Linked DNA regions of Mus musculus: region 1 is linked to region 2. Evidence: chromatin contacts called from public promoter capture Hi-C data. All regions are on one chromosome and are shown on one strand. Each heading gives the region's core, a stretch centred on a gene start, on an enhancer-like site or on the middle of the called end of the contact. The rest is flanking DNA. Distances are from core to core; before and after follow the strand shown. Region 1 holds the start of Mrps24 (mitochondrial ribosomal protein S24). Region 2 holds the start of Osbp2 (oxysterol binding protein 2).

The links. Promoter capture Hi-C pulls out the DNA fragments that hold promoters and counts their contacts.
Region 1: a promoter capture Hi-C map of liver shows a contact between it and region 2, with 5 times the contacts expected there. The contact joins the promoter of Mrps24 here to the promoter of Osbp2 in region 2. A contact is called at or near these places in 1 of 39 promoter capture datasets (liver) and 1 of 115 datasets of contacts at active chromatin or transcription factors (microglia).

The regions. Positions count from the first base shown.
Region 1 is chr11:5,705,524-5,711,117 of GRCm38.p6, reverse strand. Mrps24 (mitochondrial ribosomal protein S24) reads left to right here and starts at 3,417. Exons shown (of 4, transcript NM_026080.3): 1 at 3,417-3,494; 2 at 3,563-3,631; 3 at 3,709-3,820. The coding sequence starts at 3,456.
Region 2 is chr11:3,861,039-3,867,022 of GRCm38.p6, reverse strand. It overlaps Osbp2 (oxysterol binding protein 2), which reads left to right and starts at 3,120. Exons shown (of 14, transcript NM_152818.3): 1 at 3,120-3,790. The coding sequence starts at 3,156.

The DNA of each region.
Region 1 (5,594 bases), core at 2,168-4,667, 1.8 Mb before region 2:
AGGCGGGTGGTTTTTGTAGCACATGCCAGGCTAGTCAGAGCTGTACAGTCTGGAAAAAAACAAAAACAAAAAAAAAGAGGAGACAGGACCTCTGAAGCAAACTGGCCAGCTAGACTAACTGAATTTATGAGCTCTGTAGAGGTTCTCAGAGACCATGCTTAAGTGAATATGGTGAGGGGTGACTGAGGAAGAGCCACCCCCCCCCCAGCATCATGGCTTGACTAGAGAGAACACATTTGATTGTGCTAATGCCTGATGCCTGGGGAGGGGGAACAAACTCCAAGCACAGTCTTCATGCCGGCTCATGTAGCCAGCTCCTACTGTGGGAGGAGAATGTATGACTTTGTCACATCACCTTTATGAGGTTCAAGAGCAGCCAAAGGGTCTGTTCTTCCTACTCTCTGCTTCAGAGGTCCAATAAAGCAAAACCAAGTGAAAGAAACAGTAAGACCCCACCAAGCAGCCAAACAAACACAGAAGGCGTGTAACTTCTCTGTGGTGATAAGGTGCGAGTTGTCATGGATGGTGCCCAAAGCCGTATGCTTGTGCCCTAACACCAAGCTACACCCTCATCCCCAGAAACCATTACTGTCCCCATTTTACAGATGAGGGGGCCTGGACACAGGGAGGTTGACATTGCTTTTGCACAGCTAGGAAGTGGGTTCAAGTTTCGACCTGGATAGTTCAGATGCTGCAGGACCACATCTCTTTCCACGATAGAGCAAATTTATGTAATTTGTCAAACTATAAAATTGTAATATTTTATGAGAAATTTAAAAATAGCTTAAAAGGATTATTTGGGGAAAAGTAAAAGACTTTACATTTGTAAAAAACTATGGATTTTGAAAAGGTCACATCTCTATAAGTTATCGACAATTTGGAACAGTTGGAGGCTGTAGTCTAAAAATTAAAAATAGAACATTCCCGTTGAGGTCCAGAGGAAGGACCCAGATTCACGTGGCCAAAGGAATTTGACTTTAGAAACATAAGTGGAGGCCTCGGCCTTGCTGTCTGTGCAGGCACCAACCAGCTAGCAGCCCTGTTTCCATTTCCCTCTATAAGTCTAATATTTCTCCCTCAGGAAACATGGAGTGCAAATACCAGTAGCTCACCCACGCATATCCCATACAGCCAAAGTCAGCAACTTTGCACCATTCAGGCTGATAGACCCGCTGCCATTCCTTAATTGCTGTCTTCTGTTTTTTGTTTTTTGAGACAGGGTCTCTCAATAAGTCAGTATAGCCTGGAACTCTGTAGTTCTGCCTGGCCTTGAACTCAAAGCAGTCCTCCTGCCTCAGCCTCCCAAGTGCTTATAGGATTATAGGAGTGAGTCACCATGCCTGACTATTAAATGCCTTCATCCTAATAGCTATAAGAAGTGGTTACTTTCCTTAAGGTGTGTGTGTGTGTGTGTGTGTGTGTGTGTGTGTGTGTGAGTGAGAGAGAGAGAGAGAGAGCTTCTCCATCTGGAGCCTGATGGGGTCATTCTCATTTAAACCATCATAGGGTGGTCCTCTCCTTCCACCTTTACAAGGGCTCTGGGGACAGAACTCAGGCAACAGGCTTGGGCAGCAAGTTCTTTATCAGCTGAGCTATCTCATTAGCTCTGTGGGTGAGATGTTTCATGTCTACATAATGGATAATGGAACCAGCGCTCAACTGTACAAATATAACAGGTTTGCCTCTTGGTAAGTGCAAAATCAAAGCAAATCTAGCCAAGACACGAGTGGAGAAAGACTGATGACCTATGGCAGACAAGGTGGCACATACCTCAGCAGATCAGAGCATCAGGAGTTCAAAGTTAGTTTGTGGTACACTTCTAGGTCAGTTTGGGATCCATCAGATCTTGTCTTGAAAACAGTATTGCCTGCCGCAGGCAGGAAGCACTGGGGTTATTTCCAAAGCAACGCCCTCTCCGTGAACAAGGGAAGAATGACAATTTTATCCAGAGAACCTGTACGCATTTGTCTAGGAGTTGACTTATTTCTAAGAATGACCAGTTAGTTCCTGGTCATGGTCTTTTATTTTGAGACAGGGTTTATTTACTCTGTAGCCTTGGAGCCTGGAGCTCCATATGTAGACCTTGAACTGATAAAAGATCCATCTGCCTCTGCCTTCCAAGCACTGACATTAGAGTGTAAGTGTCCACTCCCATGGATGCTTTGAAGGAGTTCCCAGCCAGGTGTGGTGGCACACCCCTCATCCCAGCACTTCAGAGGCAGAAAAGGTGGATCTTTGTGACTTTGAGGCCAGCCTGGTCTATAAATTGAGTCCAGAATTTGTTACACAGAGAGCCCTTGTCTCAAAAACAAAAACAAACAAAACAAAACAGTCCCCCAAAACAAAAAACCAAAGCAAAACAAAAAATCCCTTCATTCAATATTTTGTTATAATGAGAGTCAGACTCTAGAGTCCATGTGCTTTCTTTAGTAGAGTGAGTTCTTCACGATTCTATTCCCCCCTTGCCATTAATAATTACTCAATAATAATTACAACGACATTGCTCTAGCCTCATAAATTTCCTTGCCATTTAAAATTTTCTTCCTTGGGTGGCTCCACCGCAGAAATAGACCCTCAACACACTGCCTCTTTACTTTAAATGATTAGGAGCCAACCCAGCAACCCCTTTTCTGGGATCTGCTCAGCATGAAGGCAAATGACTATTCCCAGCCCAAAGGAGGCTGACGCTGTCATATTGGATATTCCTGGAGAGTACGCGGTCTCAGGTAGGAGCACAAGCACGGAACAGCGGGGCCTGAGGGCCGGCGCGTTTTCTCTTCAATTCTCTAGAGGACATTGAAGCTGTTTCTACCACCTCTCTATGAGGATAAAAACTTCATGGCTTTTGTTTGTTTGTTCTGTTTTGCCAGAACGGGTTTCTCTCTGTAACTCAGACTCTCCAGGAACTCGCTTTGTAGACCGGACTAGGCTGGAATTCAGAGACCCACCTGCCTCGGCCACCCGAGTGCGGGGATTAAAGGCGTGCGCCACCATGTCCAGCTACACCTCAGTTTTGTTTTTTTTTTTTTTTTTTTTTTTTTTTTTTAAAGATTTATTTATTTATTATATGTAAGTACATTGTAGCTGTCTTCAGACACTCCAGAAGAGGGAGTCAGATCTCGTTAGGGATGGTTGTGAGCCACCATGTGGTTGCTGGGATTTGAACTCTGGACCTTCGGAAGAGCAGTCGGGTGCTCTAACCCACTGAGCCATCTCACCAGCCCCACACCTCAGTTTTATATCACCAAATTTTCGCATTTAAAACCCAACACCAGGTCCGACCAAGGACTAGCTGACAGTATCAGGAAAATTGCAGGACGTCCCACACTCCGACCCACGCCACGCCCTCTCCCTCGCCACGCCCCGCCCCCGCCCGTGTTCCCGTTAGTTCCTGCTCTGAGGCCCCGCCTTCCTGCGGCTGCGCACTGACGCGTCCCGGGTCGCGCCGGCCCAAGATGGCGTGGTCCGCGTCGGTGCGCGGGCTAGGGCAGCGGGTGAGTGGGCCGCGGGCGGGAGGGCTGGGGCGCCATCCGGTGTCCGCTCACTCCCCGCCTCTCCGCAGGTGCTGGCCTGCAGCCGGGAGCTGCCTGGCGCCTGGCGCACCCTGCACACCTCCGCGGTCTGCGCCAAGGTGAGTGCGGCGGCCGGGTCTGGGGGCCGCGAGGGCGGCTGGGCTGGGTCTCCCCGTGACCGCACCTTCGCTCCTAGAATCGGGCGGCGCGAGTCCGCGTGGCCAAGGGGAACAAGCCGGTGAGCTACGAGGAGGCGCACGCCCCGCACTACATCGCACACCGAAAGGGCTGGCTGTCGCTGCACACAGGTGAGGGCGCCTGGGAAGGACTGCCACCCTGGTGGCACGGGTCACTCTTGAACGTACTCTTCAAGGCAAAGAGCCGAACTTTTGGGTGGGAGGCCGGGCGTGACGGCGAACGCGCTCGGGAGGCCGATCTTGAGTTTAAGGCCAGGTAAGGTTACTTACTGAGACCCTGTCACATTTAGTTAGGGGACTGGAAAGATTGCTAAATGCTGTGCCGCTCTAGCATGAGGGTGCAGCCTAGCTCCTAAATGAGCACTTGGTGCCACAGCTCAAGGGGTGTGAGGGTGAAGGAGATATTTGGTTCTTGGGGGTCACTGGCCAGCCAGTCTTGGAAGAGCAGCTGTTTTGCTAGAAAATAAACGAGCAGCAAATAGTGATAGAGGAAAAACATTGGCTGTTAACCCCTGGTCTTCTCCATGCGTCTGTCAAGGGAGCAAGCCTGCACACACACTGTACATGTTACCGACAACAGAACATATGAGTGATGGGCATATTAGGATGGTGAAAGAAAGGAATTCTTGCATATTGAAAGGAATTTGAATATTTCTTGCTAAAGTCTCATTTGAGCCTCCATAGAACAGTATTTGCATGCTTACAAACAAGGTTTGACAGTGCTTTTTTGGCAAGCCATAATTTACAGATGTGTAATAGCCCGGAGGCGATGCGGTAGTGAAGTCTACATAGGATCCTAGACCTGGAAGAGTGTGCCCTATGTAATGCGGTGTTCACCCAAGTACAAAACTGCAGGAATGTGCTACAGTCTTCATGGCTCACAGAACCCGTATTTTTAGGCTTTTTTTTTCTCCCCCTACTTCCTATTTTGTATTTTTCTTGTTCATTTCCATTTCAGTATGCATGTTGTGTGTGTATATGTATGGATGTGTTCAGTTTGTCTGAGTCAGCCCTCTCCTACCATATGGGGCCCCAGGGATCAAGCAAGCACCCTTGCCTGCTGAACCATCTTTAAGAGAGTGTGGCAGTGTACCTCAGGCTGCGCTGGAACTCTCACACGCCAGCCTCATTTTTCTCAGTGCTGCGAGTATAGGTGTGCACCTGTCACCTGCCTGTTTATCTTTCAGTGATGCTGGAGTTTTGACTCCCGGACAATAAATTGTCTATCCACATTTGTATGTGCATGCTCACGTGTGAGTGCAGGTGTCCGTGTATGACCGCCTTAGGCCAGTCCTTGCCTTCATCTTGTTTGAAGCAGGGTCTCTTTCTTGTCACCACCTTTGTGTGCCAGGGTAGTTGGCATACAAAGGTCTGGAGACTGTCCTGCCTCTGGCTGCATCTCACGGTGGGAGCGTGGGGGTTGCAGATGCTGTTACCACTGTCCTGAGCTCTGGGCCTCCAGGTTCAGGTCCGTCTCAGGTTTGCAGGGCAGACACTATACCCACCCTGCTGTCTGCTCAACCCCTCAACCCTTGCATATGCTTACAATGTATGATTAAAATTTATCTGTAACCTCCAAGTCATTCAAGGTCACTCAGGGAGGTGGGCAGAACAAGGCCCCCAGCCGAGGTAGAACAAGCTTATATTGTAAAATGTGCCCTTTTGGAAGTTCAGAGCCGTATTTCAATCATTACTGTGCCTTTGTGTTGGGGACATGGCACTTTGTGTGGTCCTGGGATGCTGTCCAGTGTCTGTGAGCTCAAGAAGACTGACCTGCGTACGGAGAAAATTTTGTTAATCTTTCCTTTTTTTTTCAATTTTTATTTTTATTTGTTTATTTTTTTTATTTATATGAATACACTGGAGCTGTCTTCAGACACACCAG
Region 2 (5,984 bases), core at 1,871-4,370:
GAGGACAACTTTCCGGAATCAGCTTTCTCTTTACACTTGACTGCACTCAGGTTGTCAGGTTTGTGGGAAGGGCATTTATCCCCTGAGCTGCCTTGCTGGGCCCTGCACTTCTTTTATACTGAGCCACAGAGATACTTGGTAAAATTCAAGTTTAGTGTTTTGCGGTGTGGAGGGAGGTTATAGAGACAATCATAGATGGAGCTCAGTTGTCAAGAGCACTTCCATAAGCCCCGGGTTCTATTCTGAATACTCATAACCATCTGTAAGTCCAGTCCTAGGAGTCTGATGCCCTCTTCTGCCCTCTGCACACGCGTGGTGCAATACATACATGCAGATAAAACAGCCATACAACATAAAAAAATAAATACATACATAAAATTCAGAAAAATAATCATAGATGGTACTGTTTCGCTCTGGCTCTTAGCAGGCTACACGTACTATTCTGTGACTCTCCTCTGTTGTTAAGATCGATGAACACATTCAATTCATGTCACCTGGATACGTAATGACATTCTCCATGACCTGTCTCTTAGTAGCTACAGGTTATATTTATTTGCCTTGATTCATTATTCACAAGGAGCTGCCCAAAGGTGATGATTGGTTCGAATTCCATTGTTCTCTTTATAGTTATCGGACAATGCTTTGGTTAGTATGAGATTAGTTTTACAACAAAGGTAACTTATCAGTTTTCAGAATAATGACGAAGTAACTCCAAAGTGAGTTATTTGTTTTTAAATAACTTTAGGGATTTGTGGGCTTAATGATGGCTTTACAGCCCATCACAATAGTGATTATTCTTACTGATGCTCAAATTGTTTCATTTGGATTATAAGTGGTACCTCTTTCCAGCCTAGCAAGGCTGGCTGTGACCTCCCGCCACTGCTTAGCGGAGCCACCTGCTGTGCTGCTCCTTTGATGTGCCATTACCTGCCCGAGGCCCAACCTGCCTGAGGCCGAACCGGTTCTCTTCCAAGACTTTCCGGAGTTAGCACCGAACTTTGATCTTCATCTTCGAAAGTTCCCACTAAAAAGCTGACCTATCTACTTCTAAGGAACTTGCTTGGCCAGGGACGGGCCTCCCTTTTTCTTTATAAAGCGTGTTTGCTGACATTAAAATTGAACCTTGAGCCGAGCCTTGTCTTGGTTCCGTCCTTATCTCGCGCAGCCTAGCCCCTCTTCTCTTCCAGGTTTCCAAAGTGCCTTTCCAGGCTAGAACCCAGACCTGTGATCTGCTAGCCGGACACAACATATAAGGTCATGTTTAAATTGACTCCTGAGTTCTTTGGATAAAACATGTTAACACAGTAGTCCTGAATGACTCTTTGCTTCTGACTATGACAAGATCTTCCAGATAAGTTCATCTATTCTTTCCTCCTTTTATTTATTTATTTTTTAAATGTGCATGGCTGTTTTGCCTTCCCATAGATGCCCATACACCACATTTGTGCCTGTAGAGGCCATAAAAGGGCATTGGCTCCCTGGGACTGGAGTTGTAGATGGTGTGAGCTGCAGTGTGAGTTCTGGGACCTGAATCCCAGGTCCTTAGCAAGACTGGCCATCGCTCCTGCTCCGGGTGGCTCTGTCTATCTTGTGCATTTCCTGCTCCAGACTTGGAGTTGACATTTCTTTGGGAAAGATCAGAGATTTTAAAGTTTTTCTTTTTTTTTGTCCAGAATATTAAGAGTGAAAGCTCTGGGCCAGGTATAATGGCTCACGTCTGTAATCCCAGAACTCTGGTTCTAAGAAACAAACATTTCCAGATGGAGACCAGCCTGGACTACATATAAAGACTCTGTTTCAACACACTTTATTTTAAAAGATTTATTTATTTTATCTTATGTTTATGAGTATACTGTAGCTATACAGATGATTGTGAGCCTTCATGTGGTTTCTGTTCTGGGAATTGAATTCAGGACCTCTGTTCACTCAGGCACAAAGATTTATTTATTGTTATATGTAAGTACACTCTAGCTGTCTTCAGACACACCAGAGGAGGGCATCAGATCTCACTACAGATGGTTGTGAGCCACCATATGGTTGCTGGGAATTGAACTCAGGACCTTTGGAAGAGCAGTCAGTGCTCTTACCCACTGAGCCATCTCACCTCCTTCCCCCCCCCCCCCACTTTAAAAATGAAAATAAATTTCCCTTGTTTCTAGAAGCTTTGGTTTCTCTAGGATAAAGGGCATTCCTTGTGGTGGGGTGTGGGGCAGCTGTTCTGTGTCCTGCCCTCCTCTTGACAAAACACTGAGCTATTAGCTATTTGCCAGACAAGCTGTTCTCCCTGGTTTGGGTCTTTGTACACAGCGGTTTCTCCTTGAAGGTCTTTCTTGTTTCTCTAACTCTGTAGACCTTGTCTCTTCTGTGACTCTTGCCCAAATTTGGTAGAACTAATGACAGGCCTGTCATCTTAGGTAGCTTGGCAATTTGTTTCAGGAGTCGAAACATCTCGTTAAGAATTTATTAGTTAGCTTCCTTCCCTGAGGGCTGCACACACATCTGACACGTGCATGCACAGTGGCTGCTTCCCAAGCTTGTCAACCTTGCTCTCATCTCCTGCTCTGGTCGCTGACAAAATGTACCACAGAACTCTCTAGTTAATAACTCAATGATGCTCTCGGAGCATCTACTCTGCCAAATGTGCCTCATATGCACCATCTTATTACAGCCTTTGAAGGAGGTATTATCTTCATTGTATAGATGAGCCAACAGAAGTTTGTGGAGTGGCTACAGTTCCCACAACTAGGGAGAGGGCCTAGGCTGGATTTCCTCAGGTCGGACTCCCAGGGTTTGAGATTTGCTGTCCACGACCCACCCATTGCTCAGAGTTGCGTGGCGAGCGCACCGCGTGGCTTTCATTCACCATTGTTCTCCCAGCGCCTGGCACAGGAGGGACAGCAGCCTGAAGCGTGAAGTGCCTTCCACGTCGTCTGCCTAACTCTTGGCCCACGGGGTTCCTTCCACCTTAGCCAGAGCGGCGGAGGGACCCACGCGCACCCGATCTCTGTCGCTCACGTGAGGGCTCCACCCATCCCGTCCACTCCTCCACCAACCCCGCCCGGCTCCGCCCCGCCACTCCCTCCGAACAGGCCCCACCCACTCCCGCCCCGCCCCGCCCCCACTCCGCGCTCCGCCGAGCTCGGGTCCACAGCTCTATGGGGAAAGCGGCCGCTCTGAGCCGAGGCGGCGGCTGCGCTGGCCGCTCCCGCGGGCTCTCGTCGCTGTTCACGGTTGTGCCCTGCTTGTCCTGCCACACGGCGGCGCCGGGCATGAACTCATCCGCGTTCGGCTCAGGACCAGCGTCAAAGCCTCAGCTCCAGCCTGTGCAGGCACCAGAGCGGGAGTTGCTGTCGAAACAGGTGTGCCAGCCAATTTCTGAGCCGGCGTCGAGATCCGAACCTGGGTCCCAGACGACGTCTGTGCCAAGGCCTTCAGGGGTTGGGCAGGAATCGGAACTACAGGGCTTGTGGCCGGGGTCAGAGAACGGCACAAGGTCTGTGTCCATCATCAAAGCTTCGCCAGAGCTGGCAATGCCGTCCCCGCTGCAGTCAACAGTAGGGAGTTTGCCCGTCACCAAACCCGAGTCCAAGCTGGTGCCAAAGACCCAGTCTTTTCTGCGACAAGGACAGGCGAAGATTTCTGTCGGGACTCCGGTGTCAGGGATTGGTGTCCAAATGGTCTCACCACCTCTGGACAGCTACAAGGGTTGGCTCCTCAAGTGGACTAACTACCTGAAGGGCTACCAGCGCCGTTGGTTCGTGCTCGGCAATGGCCTGCTGTCCTACTACAGGTACGGAAGTACCGAGGTAGGACATCTGTGGTTGGAGGGTGGTGGTGGCCGGCCTCGACTGTGGGGTGGGTGTCACCATAACCCTTCTGAGATGTTTGCATGAACTTCTGTAGAAGTAATGCCTGTCAACTGCCAAGGGAAGACGTGACCTGTGGACATGGCCTCTGGCAAGCTTGAGTTTAAAAGGATGAGTGGGGAGATGGGTGGAGTAGGTCTTTTGTTCCCCTCCTGTTTTTGGTGGTCATGGAACCAGGGGCTGCGTCTGGTTCACTGTGTTCATGGAGGGAGGCAGCTAGTGAACCCCTCTCTTGGGAAGGACTGTGGGTCCCACCTCCCGTGGTTACTTCATTTGTTTCCTACCTTTGCTGACACCTGCTGGTGGCCAGGCCTTGGGCTGGGACTCGCTGACCCACAGATAGAGCAGACATAGTGTGTACCCCCTGGGACCCCAAGTTGACATTTTGCAGCAGATAATGCTTTCCTGTTCCCTTGCTTATTCCAGAAGTAGCTTGGGTTTCGGAGCTGCAGTAGAGACAGAGCTGGCACGACCTCCTGCTAAAGCTGGACTTCCTTCCCTTTCTCACTAGCTGTTTCCTGGGATTGCAAGCTTTGAGATCTCAGGCCGCTCTAGATGAGAGCTTCTCAAACTAAGTGGGGTTGCTGCAGCAGTGTCTAGGTCTCCCGCTGAATCCCTCCTGAGATAGGCCTGAGGAAAGCACCCGAGGGATGGCTTTTCTAAAAGTTTCCGTGTGAGGACTGTGAGGCTGGTTCAGAGTCAACTCTTCAAGAAGGCCTTCTTCACTGTTAGACAGATTTTCCCACCATGTTGTTGGCCAAAGCTTGGGTTTCCTCCGCTAATAGTACTTCAGGTTCTGCTGAGCCCTTTGGAGACAAGGCGCCTGGTGCAGAGGCTTGCTAAGTGTGGTATGGCTGAGAATATTCGTGCTCCACTGGTTAAATGTGACCCTTGCACCAAGTTGAGAGTCAGGGGCCTTGTTCCCTTTCAGGTGGAGGAGAAGCCAAAATGAGTCTGAGTTGCCCTACTCACGTAGTGTCTCAGCTGTGACCCAGAACACAGGGTTAGCACACCAAGCAAGCAATAGGAGACCCTACCCAGATGGCGGTTTTAATCTATATTAACATACACTCCAGCTAGGCAACGCTCCTATCCAGCTATGCAATGACAAGGACTTTTTTGTGATTTGCTGAGTTATTTTTCATTTGGAGGCAAGGGGGCATAGCGTCAGCTGTGGTCATGAACTTCATTCTCTGTTACACTCATTCATTTCATCCCACTGGCCGCGGTGTGAGGTAGGCTCCCATGTCATTGTATTTCACAAGGGAGTATTTTGAGGCTGGAGAGGAGGAGGAAGCTTTGTCATCTGGTCACCTGCCCAGGGCCTGCAGCTCTTCAGTGATCTCACCTCTTTATGCTCCAGAACACTTTTCATAAAAGTGGTATTTCTTAGTACTCAAGCTTCCAGAGGAGTCTGCTCTTTGTGCCTCAGTTTCTCCAGTGCTGGAATTACAAGTCTGTGCCACTATCTCTGGATTCCCATCCACACTTCTGATCTAAATCCCATTTTTCAGTCCGAGCATGACCATCCTGCCACTGGGCTCAAGGCCTGAGCCCCTTCCAGACCTGTGGCTCATGATCCTGTCAGTAGCAGGACACTCTCCTAAGTGCTCCACTGTAGCCTGTGTGCCTCTGTGTGTGTGTGGTGTCCCCTTAGCCTCCTTCACAATCCTGCATTTCTGTTTGTATTCAATAGCTCCTGTCTCAGTAGTTCCTCACAGGACAAGATCAGGTCACAGTGTCTGAGATAATTTTCTTACCTACGACCTCTTTCCCTTAGGGCTGTGAGGGGCAAGGTCCTCTGATGTGGCTGAGAAAGAAACAGAGCATCTCTCTTGCAAGTTTCTCTTGGGTGTGGTGGTCCATTCCTTACTCCCAGTGTCTGGGAGGCAGAGGCAGGTAGATCTTTGTGGGTTCAAGGCCAACCTGATCTATGTAACAAGTTCTAGGCTAGCCAGGGCTACATAATGAGACTGTGTCTCAGAAGAATAAAACCAAATAAAAAAAAAAAAGGTAAAACTCTTAACTAGGTAAAGCTGAGTGGTGGCAGAAAATATGGGATCATCTTTTTCTTTCTTTGAATAACAGAAACATTTTACTAAGGCACGAGGCCTTTAG